Linked DNA regions of Sus scrofa: region 1 is linked to region 2. Evidence: chromatin contacts called from public Hi-C data. All regions are on one chromosome and are shown on one strand. Each heading gives the region's core, a stretch centred on a gene start, on an enhancer-like site or on the middle of the called end of the contact. The rest is flanking DNA. Distances are from core to core; before and after follow the strand shown.

Evidence for each region. Hi-C and Micro-C count contacts between places; a contact is called where the count stands out from the background.
Region 1: a Hi-C map of embryonic fibroblasts shows a contact between it and region 2, with 3 times the contacts expected there. The contact joins the promoter of DLG3 here to the promoter of PDZD11 in region 2. A contact is called at or near these places in 8 of 47 Hi-C or Micro-C datasets (blood, brain, embryonic fibroblasts and 3 more).

What each region holds. Positions count from the first base shown.
Region 1 is chrX:56,469,456-56,474,664 of Sscrofa11.1, reverse strand. DLG3 (disks large homolog 3) reads right to left here and starts at 2,724. Exons shown (of 20, transcript XM_021079732.1): 1 at 1,992-2,724. The coding sequence starts at 2,348.
Region 2 is chrX:56,317,492-56,322,629 of Sscrofa11.1, reverse strand. PDZD11 (PDZ domain containing 11) reads left to right here and starts at 3,251. Exons shown (of 7, transcript NM_001001630.1): 1 at 3,251-3,324; 2 at 4,045-4,144; 3 at 4,566-4,649; 4 at 4,903-4,959. The coding sequence starts at 4,058. It overlaps KIF4A (chromosome-associated kinesin KIF4A), which reads right to left and starts at 3,177. Exons shown (of 31, transcript XM_003360353.4): 1 at 3,045-3,177; 2 at 2,556-2,696; 3 at 2,334-2,448. The coding sequence starts at 2,675.

The sequences.
Region 1 (5,209 bases), core at 1,475-3,974, 150 kb before region 2:
AGCTTCAAAAGCAGAGAGGAGGAGAGGAGGAAAGGGCTGGCTAGTCATGCCTCCATCTTTTCTGAGCCTGGCCCCAGGACTTTATGCCTGAAGCCCTAGGAATTGGTGGGAGGACTCTCTGCAGCCCCACTCTGGTCCCTGATCAGATGGCTCTTCAGAGCCGGGAAACCAAGACAGCCACCTGAAGTACAATGCAGCAGACACACAGGCAAAAGGATTCACATGCAGCTCTTATATACATCTGGTATACCATGTGTGGCCACATGTGATAGCCATGCTTCAAGCCTAGCTCCAGCAAGACCTAGCAACTCTTGGTTCCCACTGGTCCACCCTCCAGCCTCTCGCTGCCCCTCCCAGGGAATCAGCTCCCAGAGCCAGGAGCCATCTAGGGATCAGCCCTGGCAAACAAACCTTGACCAAGTGCCCCAGCCTTGGGACTGGCACCCATCTCCCAGTTCATCAGGACAAGCATGAGAGAGTGTTTACAAGGGAAGGGTCCTAGGATGGAGGAGAAAAAGAGAAAGGGGGGCTTTGCTGGAGAGGGCCAGGGGCTGAGGCAAGGGACACGGGAAACAGCTAGTGTGGACAGACTGAAGGCCAAAACGGAGGACTCCTCTCCCGAGGAACTCCCCACCTTTGCTTCTGAGCGAGAGCATATCCGATCCCTGAAGGGGGACAGAGGTGGCCAGAACAGTCCCCAGCTTGGGGCAGCCAGCACCTGCCCTCCACAGCAAAGCCTTCTCCTCCCCTTTCCCTACCCTGGGGGCTGCAGAGCCAAACGACCAGACAGGCCTTCCGCCATGCATGCCAGGGACCTGGCTCTGCCGGCCCAGCCTCCATTTTGCTGCTTCTCCCACAGATGCTCCTTCCATTTTCTAAGCTGGCAGTTTAGGCAGGGAGTGGAAGCCGGAGTTGTGCCCAGCACCCAGGGGTTCCCAAGCTGTGCTAAATCAGGGCTAGGGGGCCAAGTTCTCCCACATCTGGGGGTACCGAAGGGGGAACATGCCCCACTGGAGCCAGTCCCTGCACCAGAGCAGCTGCCCCTTGCCTGGATCTAGGCAACATGCCTGCTCTGGAGCGAGAAAGCTTGCTTCAGTTCCCCCCCCCCGCCCCGCTCCCCCAGCACACACACTTCAGAGCTGCTTGGACAAAAGAGTCCGTCCTTCTCAGCAGCCTCTCAGCCTTGCTTGGGACGTGTCCCTCGCCTCCTCCCCCTCCCCTGCCTTGCCTGTCAAGCGCCTCTCACCAGGGACAACACACACACACACACAGAGGTACATGCATGCACACACTTGCATCCACATGCTCACACACATATACATGTAGCCACACACACGCAGGAAAATACAGCTATCCCTGCAGCTTCATCTACAGAGACACCTCCACATTCAGAGAGACATCCCCACATGTCCATGTGCACATTCACACACAAAGGGACTAGGACAGAGAGGGACTCATGGCATCAAGGGATGAGGCTCAGTGAGCTGGGCACATGGGCTTCTCCACATAGATTCACAGGAGCTCCATTGCCTTCCTCCACACACCTCAACATACACACACACACACACACACACACACACACACATGTCCCCCCTACGCAAAGCACCATGCCCCCTCCTCCCCTCTTTGGAGACACACCACACACAGCCCCCGCAGAACCTCCCGCCCCCTGCCAGACACAGAGACACTGCTAAACCCCGCACTGAGAGGAGCCCAATCCCCCCAACAAGAACATGTGCCCCTCCGCCATACCTTCACCTCCTGACACACAGCTCCTCCCAATCCCCTCCAAATGGAGACCCCCCAACAGACACACACAGGGAAGCACACATTTCCCACCGCCTCTCTTGGCCCAGCTGCAATGCTAGGGCTCAGGGTCCGCTGGCTTGGAGCCCCTGGAGTCCCTGCTGCACCCCAGGCCCCTAGGCCCCCATTCTTCAGTCCCCGCGGGTTGCCCCTCCACCCCCCCCCCCACCACCGCTGTTCCATACCTGCTCATACCAGTCCCGGTTGGTACAGGTGCATTCGGGCCACCAGCTGGGACCGCTGCCGTTGAGTTTGGGGGTGCTCTTGCCCGGAACTGGCTTAGGGGGCACTGGCCCCACATCCCGGCCGGTGGGGATGAGCTTGGCCTTGGTGCGGGGGGTGGGGGTGGCCCCCGCCTGCGAGGGCAAGGTCTGCGAGCTGTAGCCCCCATAACCGGCGCTGGCTCCATTGCCCCCGCCCGGTCCGTAGGGGTCGGGTACCTGCCAGTCCCCGTAGCCCGGAGGCTCAAGACGCCGCAGGGCGGCCAGGCGGGTCACCTCATAGCACTCGGGGCACTTACAGCAGTGCTGGTGCTTGTGCATGGCACTGCCCCCGCGGCCCGGACCCCCCAGCCCACGCCGGTTTCCACGCCGCCGCCGCCGCCGGGCTCCCGGGCACACTCACACTGCTCGGACCAGGAAGGGGGGGGCACCCGTGGGGGCGCCCGGGCGGAGCGGGGCCTGGGGCCGGGCGGGCGTCCCGGGGCCTCTGCCCCCACGCTGCCCCGCACCCACGGCTCCCCCTCCAGCACTGGCGGCTCCGTGTCGCCCGTCGTGGCTCCTGGGCCGAGGCCCAGCGGCAAAGAAGAAGCGGGAGCCTGGGCAGAAGCTGGGTGCTGCGAGGACCGCTCCTGCACTGGTCCCCAGGATGGATCTGAGTGGAGTCAAGAGCATCTCTCCCTGGCTCCCCTCTCAGTTGATTCCAGCCAATCAGCGTGCAGAATCAGGCAGCGGCAGCGGCAGTGGCAGCGGCAGGAATGCTAAACAGCGGCTTCTTAAAGGAACAGAGGCATTGGTGCCCCTAGGCTCAGCCCCAGCCCCAGCTTCCCAGATATCTGGGGAACCACTGACCCTAAGGCGGGGGCAGGGGACTTGAGCCACGGGTGAACTCAGCCTCCCAATCCGTGCCCCCTTCTCCCCAATTTCAGTCCATCCTCCGCCCTCTCCACCCCACCCCACTACCAAGAGGGAGTTGCAGGGAAATGCTCAATGGGTCCCCAGCCTTGCTCTGAGCTTGGGGCCACCAGAAGTAAAGATCTGAGGCGGCAGAACAGATCCAAGGGACCTTAGAACAAGGTGAGTAAGGTGCTCTCTCTTAACAGGGGACCAAGGAAGAAGGCAGTTTATGAGGCTACTCTCTTGTCAGTGCCTTTTCCTCAGGACTATTGTACTCTCAACCTCTAGGCCCCCAAATGACTATAACCTCACACTTGACCTGCTCCCATTACCAATGAGGGACTCAAGCTTAGAACAGGAGAAAAGGAAAGCCCTAAGCTCTTGTCCCTTGCACACAGACTCCTGTTTCCTCCGCTGACTCCAGCATGTTATGATGGAGGAAAGCAATTCAGGATGCCAAGACAGTAAAGAAAGTTCAGCAGGAGGAAAGGTAAGAAGAGATCTGAAGTGAACGAAGCCCAGGGGTCTGGGAAAGAGTTGGGAATACCTGGCTCAGCCTGTTGGCAGATAGAGGAAGGATGACAGGCTGAGAAAACTCTTATCTGTTTGCTATTCTTATTTCGTCATTAGCTACAAACTAGTGAGTCTTTACCAAGTCCTAAGTGGTTTACATGCAAACAAAAGCCCTACCAAGGTGCTACTATTATTGCCTGACTTTTACCAATGAGAAATTGAGGCTCAGAGATGTTAATACAGTTAGGTAACATAGCTGGAAGTGACAGAATCAGGATCCACATCCTGGTCATTTGACTCCAGAGTCCATGCTCTGAACCACTCAAGTACAACAGGTCTATTCCAAGTTTTCCTGCCAAACTCAGATCTCAGTTCAGTGAATATTCATTGCATATCTACTCTGTGCAAGACCTTGACCTAAGCCCTAGGGCTACAGAAATTCATTCTTTTTTTTTTTTTTTTTTTTTGGGTCTTTTTGCTATTTCTTGGGCTGCTCCTGCAGCATATGGAGGTTCCCAGGCTAGGGGTCTAATCAGAGCTGTAGCCGCTGGCCTACACCAGAGCCACAGCAACACAGGATCTGAGCCGCGTCTGCAACCTACACCACAGCTCAGGGCAATGCTGGATCATTAACCCACTGAGCAAGGGCAGGGATGGAACCCGCAACCTCATGGTTCCTAGTCGGATTCGTTAACCACTGCGCCACGACGGGAACTCCCAGAAATTCATTCTTAATTCAACGAATCTTCACTGAGTACCTGCTATGTGCCAGACACTATTCTAGGATTTGAGGATAGAGCAGAACAGAACAAAACACAACAAATGAAGAGCTTATATTCTAGTGAGAGGACATGGACAAAAATAAGCACAATAAATAAGTGAATTATATTCTACTACACATGGTGATAAGTACTGTGAACAAAAAAGAAAAAGAGCAGAGAACGAGGGATTGGGAATACTAGGGGAGGACATGAGGTTGTGATCCTTTTTCTTCAAATTTTTTACCCCCACATTTTAAGATGAAAATTTGCAAATGTACAGAAACGTTAAAAGAACAGTAAAATGAACACCTATATATCTTCCTCATAGAGCCAACAACTGGCAATGCCTTGTTATATTTGCTCTATTCACCTATCTACACTTTTTTCTGAACCATTCAAATGTAAGTTACATAGATGCAAACTACTGTATTTGGAGTGGATAAGCAATGAGATCCTGCACAGGGAACTATATCCAATCACTCGTGGTGGAACATGATGACAGCAGAAATTGACAGAATATTGTAAATCAACTATAATAATAAAATTAATATTACCTGGACAAAAAAAATTTAAGTTACATATTTAATTACACTCCTCCCCTAAATACTTCAACATGCATCTTGTGGGAATAAAGACATTCTCTAACATAACCCCGATATGCTTATGACATCTAAGAAAATTAACAATAATTTCATAACATCTAATTTCATCTCATGTCCACTCTATATTCAAATTTCTCCAAACTTGCCTTTAATATTTGTTAACACCATAATGTAATCAAGGCTGTCATATTGCATTTATGCCATCAGCCACTAAAACAGTCCCAATCTTTTTAAAAAAGCTTTTTATTTTGAAATAATTATAAATTTACAAGGAAGTTGCATAGATAGTACAAAGAGGGCCTGTGTACCCTTCAACCAGTTTTCCTCAATGATTGCATCTTACATTATTATAGTATAATATCAAAACCAGGAATTGACATTGGTACAATGTGGATATAACTCTATACCATTT
Region 2 (5,138 bases), core at 2,002-4,501:
TTATCACCTGGCATGTCTCTGGGGCAACAGAACATTCCATAATCTTCTGCAATACAATATATATGTATATATAGTAATAATTGAGGAAACCAAGTTTTGGTACTTTTTACAAACAACTCAGAGTGTTGTTGATTGAAAAATACTGGCTTTATCTCTGCAACTGAGAGCTATGTTAACCAAACATACATATATTGGAATGATTTTCTACTTTATATTGCCTCTAAAGACTATAATTTAATTCTTATAGTTTCCCAAGCTAAGAGTATGAAAGTAGAACTATAGTGCTCTTACTAAGCTATGAAGGTACATTCTGAGGAAGGTAAGATAAGGAAGGGTCTGGATACCACATTTTTTCAGAAATGGCTAAAGGAAAGGGGGATGATTAATTAGAAGAGACTTAGGCAGAATCAAATAATGGTCCTCCAAATATGTAAATAGGAAAAAGATTAACTTTATAGCGGAGAAGCCTGGCAGATATCATTTTCATCAAATGATCAAAATGAACATCAGCAGTAACACAACAAACCAAAATCATGTGCTGCCCAATAGAATTTAATGAGAATACAGCACCCCTTCTGTGATATTCCTGCTAAAGATACACAATTTGAATTCAATCATAAATAAACATCAGACAAACCAAAATTGAAAAACAGCTTACAAAGTAAATGGCCTGTGATCTTCAAAAGTGTCATGATCGTGAAGGTCAAAAAAAAAAAAGACTGAAGGAGTTTTAGAATGAAGGAGACCACAGAGGCAGTACAACTAGATACAGCATATGGTTTTGAACTGGATCGATTTTCTATAAAGGACATTGTTGGGACAAGTGATGAAACTTGAATGTGGTTTGAGGACTAGATGATAGTGATGTAGCAATGCTAATTTCAAGATTTTGATGGCTGTACTATAGTTATGTAGGAGAAAGTTCTTGTTTGTAGTAAATATACACTAAAGTATTCAGGGGGCCATCAATTTATTCAGGTCAACAACTTATCCCAAATGGTTCAGGAAAAAAAAGTTCTTTATGCTGTTCTTGCAATATTTCTGTAAGTTTGAGGTTACTGTTTTAACATTTAAGAAATTTGAAACAAAGTGTTCAATGCATCCTGAGCCATGACATCATTAAAAAAAAAGTGAAAGAAAAATATGCGAATAGCTGTTCCCTGGAAGAAGGTGTCTGTTTGTTTAGATGGATGAACTAACATCACTGGGTAGAAATTACCAGGAAGCGAATTTCATCTCAGTATAATCTAACACAATTAGAGTTGTCCAAAAACCAATCAAAAAAGGATCAATACAAGAAGAGGATATTACACTCATCAACATATATGCACCCAATATAGGAGCACCCAAATACATAAAACAAATACTAACAGACAAAAACCAATCAACAGGAGTAGGAGTCAGTGATATCCCTGTCCAAGAAAAAAAATGTTAACCAGATGTTGGAAGTTCACTTAACAGAGATATTGCTAGAAAGTATTTTTCTTAGGATGGAATGTTAGACTAGATGATGTACAAATGTCCCTTTCAACTTTAAGGGACTATTGTGCCTTGGTTCTACTTCTTTTAAACAGCCCTCTGCTCTGAATCCTGAATAACCTCTGTAGTAGAGTAACAATTAGATACCTCTCAGGCACTGCTCTTTTCTTCAGAACTTTGCTATGGTCTTCAATAACACCTTATTAATAAAGCCTTAGCTTCTGCAATAAATATAAATAAAATAATAAAGCCTTAGCTCCTGCAGTAAATATAAATAAAATAATAAAGCCTTAGCTTCTGCAGTAAATATAAACAAAATAGAAAGAGTAGAAATAAATAAAAAATACTCTGGCCAGAGTTTTTAGGGGCTTTAGGAAACCTCAAAGGTTTTAACTTTTAAAATATTTTTTCTTAAAGAGAGAAGTTAAACATTTAAAATTTCTTATGTATTTCTTCTGTATGTAGTCATCTACTTCCGCTCCTATCCCTGGACTTTGAACTCCTCGGGGCCATGGAAGATATATTATTTATCTCTGAATCCCTCAACAGGCTTTGCAGTGCCTGGGCCTCAAGTAGACTGGCACACTGATCTTCATCAGCACTCATCAAAGAGCTTTAGAATCTAATGATATGCCAGGACAAACAAACAAAAATGTATACAAGTCAAAGATGAGCAGAACCATAGAAAACAAATATAGTATAAAACTAGTTTCAAGGGTTCAGACAAGTGAGACTGAGTTCCTAGGCTATTGGTTTTTTGAGGGCAGAACTTATGTCTCATTCATGGTTGTACTGGCAGCACCTCATCATAGTGCCTGACACGTAGTGTATGCTCAAGAATCAAAGAGCCTCACCTTTAAATATGCCTTTTATGAGTGGTGCTACAGCTGTGTTGAAGACTTCCTCCTGTTCAGTAGAGGGGTCAAATACAAAATCGTAGGTAAAGGATTTATCAGTACCAACCACCACCTAGAGAAGACAAGGGAAAAGGAGTAAGAAAAAAAAGGCCAGACCACGCCCCTCACTGCCATTTGGCCCCAGCTGTTCACAGGCAGGCCCAGAACTTGGCTACGCACCTGAGGTTCCCCGGGTACGAAGGAAAGGCACATTTGGCAGCCCTCACTAATCTCTTTGGGGACCAGAGGGCGACATCGCAGTGCCACTCTTACAGGAATGCCCTTCACCTCTTCCTTCATGATCCTACCTCGGCACGGTCTCTGCAGGGGCAGAAAAAAAAAGATGCTCGGTGATGAATCTTGGTAGGTCGGCAGGGGTGGGAGAGTGTCGTCCCTCAGTCCTGGCCCTCCTCCAAGGGTGAGGTGGGTTAGGGAAGAGAGCGATAGCCTAAGGCGGCAGCCTCCGCCTCCCAGCGGGATCTCTGCCTCAGGAAAGTCACTGTCCCTCAGACCTGGCCACGACAGGACTGCCCTTTCGGCCAGAATGAAGAGAGCGAAGTGGCGTCTGAAATGGAAAGGAAAAGCCCAGAGGAGACGACGACAAAGAACCAAAGCCCCACGGTACCGGGAAAGGCAGATCCTGAACTAAGATGTGCCCCCTTAACTCACCAAACTGAACGTCCCTTCCCTCGTCTCCCGCCGCCCCGTCCCAACCGGAGCTTTAACCGCCAAGTTTCAAATCTGGAGGCGCCAGCCAATGGAAGCGCAGACAACCTGCGGGCCCAGCACGTACGCGACGCGCTCAGAAAGACGCGTTTGGGAGGGGAGGGCCCGCGCGTCGCACCCTGACCCCGCCCCTTTCCGACGCAGCCGAACATCCGCTTCCGGTTCCCAGACCGAATTGACTGTGAGCGGAACCTGAGGTGGCTGAGGCCTGCGGGTGGGAGAGGTAGTACGACGACCTGTATTGCGTCGTGTGCGCGGGACTCTAGCAGGATTCGGGTCGGGGATCTGGAAAGTGGCTGGTGGTAAAGGAAGGGTCGATCTGGGGACCTACGCCGTTACCGATCACATTAGAGAATGTGGGGCAGTGCCTTGCCCTCAGTCCGTGTGGATAGTTGGAGTGTGCGCTCCGTTGGATTTCCAAAGTAGTTACATTTTTTTTTCTTTCTTTTTCGGCCGCACTAACGGCAAATGGAAGTTGCTGGGCCAGGGATCCAATCCCAGCCGTAGCAGCGACTGTGGCAGTTACGAATCCCTAACCAACTGCGCCAGTCCAGGGATTGAACCTATGCCTCTGCAGCGACCCAGGCTGCTGCAGTCAGATCCTTAACCCCCTGTGCCACAGCAGGAACTCTAGTAGTCACATATTTTTTAGACGCGATCCTGATTTCCTCTTCTCTAGAATGAAGAGGGTAATATTTATTTTGCAGGAGTGTTGTGAGAAAGGAGATCACTTCTGTAGTGTATCTAACAGGTTGCTTGGCATCCAGATATTCAGCAAAGTTGATGGTTTTCTCCCTTCTCTCCCCAAATCTTTATCACCTAGAGGTGGGCTGGGCCTATAGACTGACAGCCTTAGGATAAGTTGGAATTAGTTTCTGAAACTTCTGAGCTTTTTTGCCTTTTGAACCATAGTCGTCAGTTTTGATTTACCCTTACATTCCAGGGCCTTAGTAGAGATGGACAGCCGGATTCCTTACGATGACTACCCGGTGGTTTTCCTGCCTGCCTACGAGAATCCCCCAGCATGGATTCCTCCTCATGAGGTGGGAACCATCTGTACCCTTGAGTAAGGGCTTTTTCCCATGAGCATGAGATGATACATGAAAGCTAGGATGGTAGGGTTAGAAAGCTCAGTGGAGAATTAATCTTAGTCAGCTGGATTCTGAGCATCTGGGTCCACTGAGATCTTCTTAGGGAAACCTGCCAGAGGCCATTTACACCAAAGAATTCTGGGAAATCCTTTCTCTTGAGGTAAAGAAATGGGGATCTACTGGGCTGCTAACATTTCCCCATGCTATCCATCTACCCATTCGGACAGTGTTATCTGTTCTACTTAAACTAAGTCCATGACTTCACATTATCCTGGCTTCAGGGTGATAGATTTGTGTTCTAGATGAAGGTAGATTGGTAGACTACCAGAAGGTAGACTGGTAGTAAGCTTTCTTGGGTTGCTGTGTCTTGCAGAGAGTATACCACCCAGACTACAACAATGAGTTGACCCAGTTTCTTCCCCGCATCGTCACACTAAAGAAACCCCCTGGAGCTCAGGTGAGCTTATGGAAAAATTGCCTCATATTCCCTGCTAGAACCAGGCCCAGAAGTTTGCCATGGTTGAGAGATGGATTGGGAAATAGCTAGGGAGGTAAAGAAACTTTTATGGACAGAAAAGCTGATACACCACTTCCATAACTTCTGACTTCTCTCCGAGGGACACAAGCCAAGCTATTGTACAGTTATGCTACTCAATGTTTTTGTGTTTGTTGTCTGTATTGAGCCCCCATTCTGTGCTCTTGTCTTACAGTTGGGATTTAATATCCGAGGAGGAAAGGCCTCCCAGCTAGGCATTTTCATCTCCAAGGTGCGTGTGCCTCATAGGCAATAATGGAGCCACTTCCTTTGTTATCAGATTGCAGAACCCTGATGTTCCAAGGGTGGGGAGAAGGATGATTCAGTAGACTCATAGAAGGGGCATGCTGGGGATACCCTTCTTTGCCCACTTAAAACTTCCCACTTGGCAAGCCACCTATTTACCTATGT